Linked DNA regions of Oryctolagus cuniculus: regions 1 and 3 are each linked to region 2. Evidence: chromatin contacts called from public Hi-C and Micro-C data. All regions are on one chromosome and are shown on one strand. The core of a region is the stretch at or near the end of the contact, and the rest is flanking DNA. Distances in the headings are between cores, read along the strand shown. Region 1 holds the start of VPS8 (VPS8 subunit of CORVET complex). Region 2 holds the start of EPHB3 (EPH receptor B3). Region 3 has its middle 43 kb from the start of VPS8.

Region 1 (2,700 bases), core at 163-2,662, 230 kb before region 2:
TGGGAGACCTAGATTGAGTTCCTGACTCCTGGATTTGGCCCAGTCCAGCCCTGGCTGTTGTGGACACTTGGGGAGTGAACCAGCAGATAGAAGCCCTGTGTATTTGTCATTTTCTACTCCACTTTCCCCCTCCCTCCCTCTGGTTATGCTTTTGGTGGGAGGAGGGGATAATGTGGTAGAAGGCTGGCAATGTGGCAGACACAGGCCTTCCTGTGCATTCTATTAGTAGTCTCAAGAATGGAAGGGTGAGGGGTCAGGGCTGCAGCGACCAGCACCCCAGCCGCTCCACACTTCCGATCCTGCTCCCTGCCAACGCACCTGGGAAAGCAGTAGAAGATGGTCCAAGTGCTTGGGTCCCTGCACCCACGTGGGAGACCCAGAAAAACTCTGGGATCCTAGCTTCAGCCTGGCCCAGGCCTAGCCATTGCAGCCATTTGGGGAGTGAACCAGCAGATGGACTATCTCTCTCTCTCTCTCCCTTTCAAATAAATAAATCTTTAAAAAAAAAAAAAAAGTGTCAGGATGATGTAGAACACCTCCTTATTCACAGAAGGCGCCCCATCCTTCTCTGATAACTCATGACCATGGAACCCCATGGAACCTCGCTCACGGATCCCAGGTCACCTCACCTATCCTAGTTTGAAGCACACTAGTTTCATGCGTGCACTTTAGATAACTGTTTTCCTCCTTCCCCGGGGTGCCGCTCCTGGGGAACTAGCCAGGGCACAGACACTCATCTTTCACTCTCTTGTCCCCACCCTGGGGCAGCCCTTGCAGTCAGGGACAAACGGAGACCAGCCTCACAGGGAGCGCATCAATCCTAAGAGTGCACCCCAGCTAGCCCTTGGCCTTGGCCACAGGACGCAGGCTCATCTCCGTCCTCGGAGGATGGGGGAGTCCACACCCCCACCTCAACGAGCAGGCTCACACCCCTGCCGCTGGACTGTGGGGTCAGAGAAGGGCCACCCACCTCCTACTCTCACAATCCGGGCAGTGGGCGCGCCTGCCCCTCGACCTCACACACGTTCAGAACCAGCCAGTGGAAACAGCCTGACCCAGTTCTGGGCCAAATGCAGGGCAAGCCCCTCCGCCCGAGAGTCCATGCCACCCGGCTTGCGGCCCCAGGCCACTGAACACATCAGGGACTGCTCCGTCAGCTCCCCGAGGCCGCGCTGCCGTCGCGCGGGAGAAGGGGCCGAGGCTCAGAGATGGGGCGCGTGCTCTCCTCCCAACCCCAGTAGGGCCCCTCACACTTGTCCCCTCCCCGCCGGCCCACTCCAAGAAGACTCGTTACCTGAGCTCGCAGCCATTCGGGCCCAGGAGCCCCGGCCCCTGTCACCCCGCCCCCTGCTCCAGCCTCACGCACGCGCAGCGCCTACCACCGGGGTCCACGCTTCCGCTTTCCTCTTCTCAGCTCCCTCTCCTGGGCGGTGCTCGCCGCCACACCACGCCCCTATTTAAAGGGCAAGAGCCACCCTGTTTCATCCCAGGGACTTAGGGGGACCAGTGTGATGCAAATGCCCGACGCGGCGCATAGACCAATAGCAATCCTTAAGTTGAGAAAAGACATTCTGCTCTAGCCCTATGTGAGTGAATTCATCTAGCATTCAAGAAAGTGACCCTACTTTAGGCAGCCCAGAAAAGACAAGTGATTCCTTGGATTCCAGAGTTTTCAGCCAGCAAAAAAGGAACTTTTTAAAATTTCTTTTAAAAGATGAATACAGAACTTCAGATTTTTTACTTTCCAAATAAGGACACACACTACAAACTAACTACTATTTTCTAATTTGTCATCAATTGCTATGTAAAAAAAAAAAAAATGTGTCTTAACATCAAAAATATAGGAGGGATACACTCTCAAATAAAGGAAATATCTTTAAAATATATTTTATTTATCTATTGCTCCTGAAGAAATATAAAGGCTTCTCAAGCAGACTGGTTTTATTTATTATTTTAACTATTTATTTAATAATTTGAAAGGCAGAGAGAGAAAGAGGGAGAGAAATCTTCCATGCTGAATCACTCCCCAAATTCCTACAACTGCCAGAGCTAGGCCAAGCCACAGCCAAGAGCCAGGAACTCATCTTGGTCTCCCACATGGGTGGCGGGGACCCCCAGCACTTGGACAATCACCTGCTGCCTCCCAGGGTGCACCTAAGCAGGAAGCTGGAATTGGAAGCCAAGCTAGGACTCCACCCCAGTCACTTCCACCTGCAATGCAGGCTCCCCAAGCGAAACAGCTGTTCCAAATGCCTGCCCCAGACTGGTTTTAGGAGTCACCACTATAGATAATATTGGCCCCAAGACACAGATTCGATGCCTCTGGGGCCTACAACCACGAAATTATGGAAGCACACCACAGTAGGCTCGTGGAAGAAGATACCGAAAACGTTCTGTTTGGTAGGCAGTTATTGAGCATAACCGGGGTTCACTAGACTTCACCCACAAGGCAAAAGACAGCCCTCTCCTCCAGGTCCCCTTTAAGAATTCAGTGTAGATCTGTGCTGTGGTGTAGCTAATAAAGCCTGCAGTGCCGGCAGCCCATATGGACGCTGGTTCGAGTCCTGATTGTTCCACTTCCATTCCAGCTCTCTGCTATGGCCTGGGAAAGCAGAAGAAGATGGCCCAAGTCCTTGGGTCTCTGCACCTGCGTGGGAGACCTGGAGGAAGCTCTTGGCTCCTGGCTCCGGATTGGTTCAT
Region 2 (2,700 bases), core at 62-2,561:
GAGCCGTCCGGCCAGCGCCAGCGACGCCTCGGCTGCTCCCCCAAGTGCAGCCATTCCAAGTTGGAGCCACCACCTCGGCAGCGGTCTTGGCAGGTTTCACTGGCGAAGCCGGGCCTGCCACCGCCCGCTAAGCAGTAACGCACCCGGGTCCGGCGCTCCTGGGGCACCACCACCACTTCGGGGGTTCTGCGGAGACCCCACCACTAGGGGGGTCCCGCTCGAAGGCTGAGGGGGATCCTCGGAGCAGGGTGCAACGCCGGCGCGCGCGCGGCACCTCGGGGTAGTTGGCGCTCGGTAAGCCACAAACAATAACCCGCGCCCGCCTCCCCGCCCCCGCAGCCTGCCCCCGACCGAGCGCGAAGCCCGCACGCACACCCTCACTGTTAACTCCGGCGGGTTCCCACGGCGCCGCCCCCCGCCCGGGCCCCGCGGCCGGCGCCTCGCCCGAGGGTCACCCGCACCAGCCCGCCTCTCCGAATGCTGCGCGCCCGCTCCGCCGCGGCTGGTGCCGGCTGCTAGCACCGCAGCTCGCGGCGGGGACGGACTTCGGCGGACGCTCACCAGAGCCGAGCTGCCCGCCTGCCAGGCGGCCCGGGGGCGTTCTCTCACCCCATCCCCCGGCCCGGCAGCCGGCGCGGGTGACCAAGCCTCCCCCGATGTGAGTTCAGCCCGCACCGGCCCTCACCCCGGCAGCCCCCGGCGCGCCCCCCGACGCCGCTCACCTTCCAACGCTCGGCACCCGGCGGGCAGCAGCAGCGGGAGCAGCAGCAGCGGAGGCAGCAGCGGCGGCGGCGGCGGCGGCGGCGGGCGCGCTCGGGCCATGGCCGGGGCGGCTGCGGGGAGCCGAGCCGGGCCGCGCCGGGCCGGGCCGCGCCGGCGGGGCTGCGGGAGCCCGAGGCAGGGTCCGCCGCTGGGCGCGCTCCGGGGAAGGCTCGCGTATACGGTTCCAGGAGATCCGGGCCGGGAGGGGGTGCAATCCAGGCGGGCGGCTCCGGGACCGAGGCGGCGCCCAGAGTCCGGCGATCCCGGGGGATGCGGGCAGGTCAGTCCCGCGGGAATCTGGACGGACCGGTCCAGGAGGATCCGGGGCGCTGGGGCGCTGGGTGGCGGAGGACTCGGGGAGGCGGACCGGGGCAGGAGGGCGCAAGTGGTCGTGGTTCGGGGTGCACAGTAATCCAGCAGTCCGCCGCGGGCCCGACTCGGATGCGGGGCTCCGGGTGCGCGCGCCGTCCGGGGTCCGAGCTGGGATCTTGCTGCGCCGCTCACGTACTCACTTCTGCTGCCCCCAGCTCCGGCGCGGCCGCTCTGGGCGGGGGGGGCGGGGCCGCCCGCCTGCCTGTCAACGCCGCGGCCCCGCCCCCGGGGGCCGCCCGCCCACTCACAGACCGCCCGGCCCGCGGGTTCGGCCCCGAGAGCACTCGGCTGGGGTTCAGTTGGCGGCGCCTCCACCAGACCCACCCTCGGGCTCCGAGGCTTGGCTTGGGCGGGGCCAAGAAAAAGATGAATTAGCTGGGGCGGGGCGATACTGTCCATCAGAGGCATGGCCGCGCCCCCTGCCGCCCATTGGCCCTTAGGAACCCAGCCTGAGTCCGAGGTGCCGGCCGGATCCCGCGAGCCAGGGGCGCCCCCCTGTGGCCCGCACGTGCCTCGGGACGCCCCCAGGCGGCGGGCTTGGCTTCGGCCCTGCCAGGGGGGCGCCCGCGGCGACGTACCCCGTGACCCGGGACTTCTCGGTCGCTGATTCATTCATTCACTCAGCTACGTGTTTAATCGTTCATTCAACAAATATTTTGAGCGCCCACAAGGTGTTAAAGACGACAGTCGGCGCGGGCGCTTCCGCAGCGCCTGACACAGGGGTCTGCGTTGTGCGTCGAGGCCCGTGCGGTGGCGGGGGCAGGTGTTCCGTCGTCACAGGGGCGCGGAGGATAGAGCCGCGGCTGTGTCCTGGGACCGGCGGGCACAGAGCACGGGCTTCGTGCAAGCACCCGGGGGCAGCAGGAACTGATTCATCGCGTACTTGGAGAGGGGCTGAAAGGAGGCTTAGGAAGTGGAGGCGGGGATGGGCTTCCGAGAACTAGGCCTTGGTGGGCACCGGGGCAGAGCGCGGCAGGGGGAGGTTCCGCGGGTAGCGGCGGCGGTGGCAGGGGGGCGGCTGTGAGGGTGAGCGAGTCGGGCAGGTGTAAGCTGTATTTAAGAGACCGAGTCGCAAGGACTTCTTTGATTGGGTGGGTGAGAAAGGTGTCGTGGATGGAGACATCAAAGGGAACACCTAGGTTTCAGCTTTGGGCAAATGGACCCCTGTCCCATTCATTCTGCAAATATTGACAAGGTGCAATAAAGGCCCTGAAACAATAGCCCACACATCCTGAGCTGGCGGGCGGTGTTATAGCTGCCTTTTACAGACAAAAGTGACATCTAGAGAGCCTCAGTGGCTTGCTCCAAGTCACACAGCTGAAAAGTGGCACCCGCAGGCTTTGAACCCAGCGCTGCACAGACTCACTCCACTTCCTCAGAAGCCTCAAGAATTCTTAGGTGCTTGTTAAAAACTCAAAATCTTGGGGCAGACCTTGTAGCATAGTGGGTTAAGCCCCTGCTTGGGAAGCCCACCTCTCATACTGGAGTGGAGGTTCGAGTCCTGGCTGTTCCACTTCCAATCCAGCTCCTTGCTAATGCATCCTGGGAGGCAGCAGAGGATGGCCC
Region 3 (2,700 bases), core at 181-2,680, 190 kb before region 2:
GTGCTCACTGCTGTGGGGCGATAGAGCTGAGTAGCAGCCTGCAGAGGTGCAAGAGGACAGAGGTGGCGTCTGGCTGCCCAGCTCCTGGCTGACTGCCTGGCACAGTGGGCCCTTGACATGGAGTTGCTGACGGACGGATAGAGGGACGGACTGACGAGAGGGAGGGAGGGAGGGAGGATGAAAGGAGACAGTCCAGTTTTCCTTTGCCCTCAAGGCCTGTGCAGCAAGGGTCCCACCACTGCTGAGAGGGCAGAGAGCCCGGGCAGTGAGCCACAGAGGCCCCCGCCAGTGCTGAGCAGGGGCAGGAAGGCCGCAGCCCTGCCTGACCGTCGCTTTCCGCTCTGAGCAGTGTCACTTGGACCAAGTGAAGCCATGTGCAGTCCCCAGGGAAGGCAAACCTGAGCTGTGTTCCATAGGCTTGGGAGAGCAGGGCCAAGAGGGGAAGGTGGTGTCCAGGCAGCGGAGGCGGAGAATTAACATTCCACTGGCCAGTGCGCGGGCAGGGGTTTGCGGCTCCTCACTGACTGTAAACCCTTTCTCCTGACAGGTCTTGGAGCACATCACTCCAGCTTCTCCCCGGGCAGCTGACACATGGCCGAGACGCGTCTCCAGAAGTCAGGGTCTGCTGAGTCCAGCAGCGACGATGGCGAGGCAAGTGGGAGCCACTGCAGCGGCCCCCTGGGGTCCCCCCCCCCCACTTCAGAGGCTGGGAGCAGGTGGGCCGAGGGGGCTGACAGGTGCGGAAAAGGTGCTTTGCTCACTGCCTGCTTCTGGGTGGAATCTTGTTAACCCAGCGAGGGAAACACACACTCTCCCCCCGAACGCTCTGAGTGGCAGGGCGCATATGCCTTTTATTAATAAAAACGAGAAAATGGAGTCATTATTACCGCCTAATTACAGTTGGTTTGCTAGGCCAACTCTTTCAAAGCCGGTGCTTGGGGCGGGGCAGGGACCTGGATGGGAAGCACCAGGGAACCACCTGTGCAGGAGGCTGCTCGGGAGTGCCTCTCCAGGCAGCAGAGCAAGCGTGGGCGGAGAAACCTCTCTTGGAGCTACCAGACTGCACCACAGCCCTGGCGCCAGCTCCAGGAATCAGGTGACCTTAAGCAAGGCCCTACCCTCCTGGAGCCTCTGCTGCTGCTGCTTTTTTTCCCCAGGAAATCAGGGCTCAGATTCCTGCCCTGCTTGGTTCCCAAGGTTGTTTTGGAAATCAAATGACAATAGTTACGGTTTCTTTCCTTCATTCGCTCAGCCATCACCTACTCAGGTATGTCATACTGAGACATTGCGCTGGAAAGGGGATACAAAAAAGCAGTAAGATTGGAATCTTGCCTTCCAGGAGCGCACAGTCTAGCAAGGGGCACAAGAAGACCCAGCTGTGAATAATAATGCAATGTGCAATGGGGGCCCCAGAGGAAGGCCTGGACCCCACTTACCTGGTCCAGGTGGCCAGAGAGGATTTCAGGCTAGGGTGCCTGAACTGGCTTGCAAAAGGTGAGCTGGAAAATTGATGATGTATCACACCATTTTCCGAAGTGGACGTGACCGTGATGTGGGGGTGACCTTGAGTGCACCTCGATGCTCCAGTCTGAATACAACTATTGCAGGGTGCATGTTATGCCCATGACTATCCTGTGAGGCTGTAAAAGAAAGAAGGGATTGGAGTCAGGGGTGCTCTGGCCAGGCGACTTTTCCCCAGGTGGAGGACAGCGTCCCAGAGCCGCTCAGCCTACCCTGGTCTGTTGTGCACAGAGCCTATCCCTCAGACAGAACCTGCAGGTGAGCAGGAGGGCCCAAGTGGGCCATTAGGATGTCATCGTCTAGGTGCATTGGAGAAGAGATCAAGATGGGAGCACTGATCAGCTTTAGGATGGCAGACCCCACATGCCCACAGGCTGGAGCCGGACCAAGTGTTCAAAAATTGCCTCCTGGGGCCAGCACCGTGGCATAGTGGGTAAAGCTGCTGCCTGTGGCGCCAGCATCCCACATGGGTGCAGGCTCGAGTCCTGGCTGCTCCACTTCCTTTCTAGCTCTCTGCTAAAGCACCTGGGAAAGCATGGAAGATGGTCCAAGTGCTTGGGCTCCCGCACCTATGTAGGAGACCTGGAAGAAGCTCCTGGCTCCTGGCTTCAGATCAGCCCAGCTCCAGCTATTGTGGCCATCTGGGGAGTGAACTAGCAGATGAAAGATCTCTCTGTCTCTATTTCTCTCTCTGTCTCTCTCTGTGTCTCTGTAATTCTGCCTTTCAAATAAATAAATAAATAAATCTAAAAGCAAACAAACAAAAAATTGCCTCAGCCCTTCAAGGCAAGAACAACGTTAAGGTAAAGCAAGACATCCGTATTTTGGAAATATGCCTATCCTTATGCTGTTGACATATTATGCAACTTTTCTTTTTGGACTTTTTTTTACATTAAGTAAAGTTTTTTTTTTTTATTTATTTATTTGAAAGAATAACAGAGAAAGGTAAAGTGAGAGAAAGAGTTTTCCATTCCACTGGTTCAGTCCTCAAATGACTGCAATAGCCAGAGCTGAGCTGATCTGAAGCCGGGAGTCAGGAGCTTCTTCTGGGTCTCCCACATGAATGCAGGGACCCAAGGACTTGGGCATCTTCTACTGCTTTCCCAGGCCATAGCAGAGAGCTGGATGGGAAGAGGAGCGGCTGGGATTTGAACTGACACCCATATGGGATGCCAGCAC

Evidence for each region. A called contact is a pair of places that touch in the nucleus more often than the background predicts.
Region 1: a contact with region 2 is called in a Hi-C map of embryonic fibroblasts, with 5 times the contacts expected there. The contact joins the promoter of VPS8 here to the promoter of EPHB3 in region 2.
Region 3: a contact with region 2 is called in a Micro-C map of ear pinna, with 4 times the contacts expected there. The contact joins the enhancer-like site here to the promoter of EPHB3 in region 2. A contact is called at or near these places in 6 of 6 Hi-C or Micro-C datasets (ear pinna, embryonic fibroblasts, liver and 3 more).

What each region holds. Positions count from the first base shown.
Region 1 is chr4:94,396,713-94,399,412 of mOryCun1.1, reverse strand. VPS8 (VPS8 subunit of CORVET complex) reads right to left here and starts at 1,412. Exons shown (of 46, transcript XM_070072435.1): 1 at 1,295-1,412.
Region 2 is chr4:94,162,999-94,165,698 of mOryCun1.1, reverse strand. EPHB3 (EPH receptor B3) reads right to left here and starts at 1,311. Exons shown (of 15, transcript XM_070073185.1): 1 at 723-1,311. The coding sequence starts at 822.
Region 3 is chr4:94,353,276-94,355,975 of mOryCun1.1, reverse strand. No RefSeq gene overlaps it. Among named protein-coding and RNA genes, the nearest start is that of VPS8, 43 kb to the left of the region's middle. Within about 2 kb of position 1,430, at least 1 of the 8 cell types and tissues checked has an H3K27ac peak or open chromatin away from gene starts, as enhancers often do. A contact at or near this core is called in ear pinna, where this site is marked.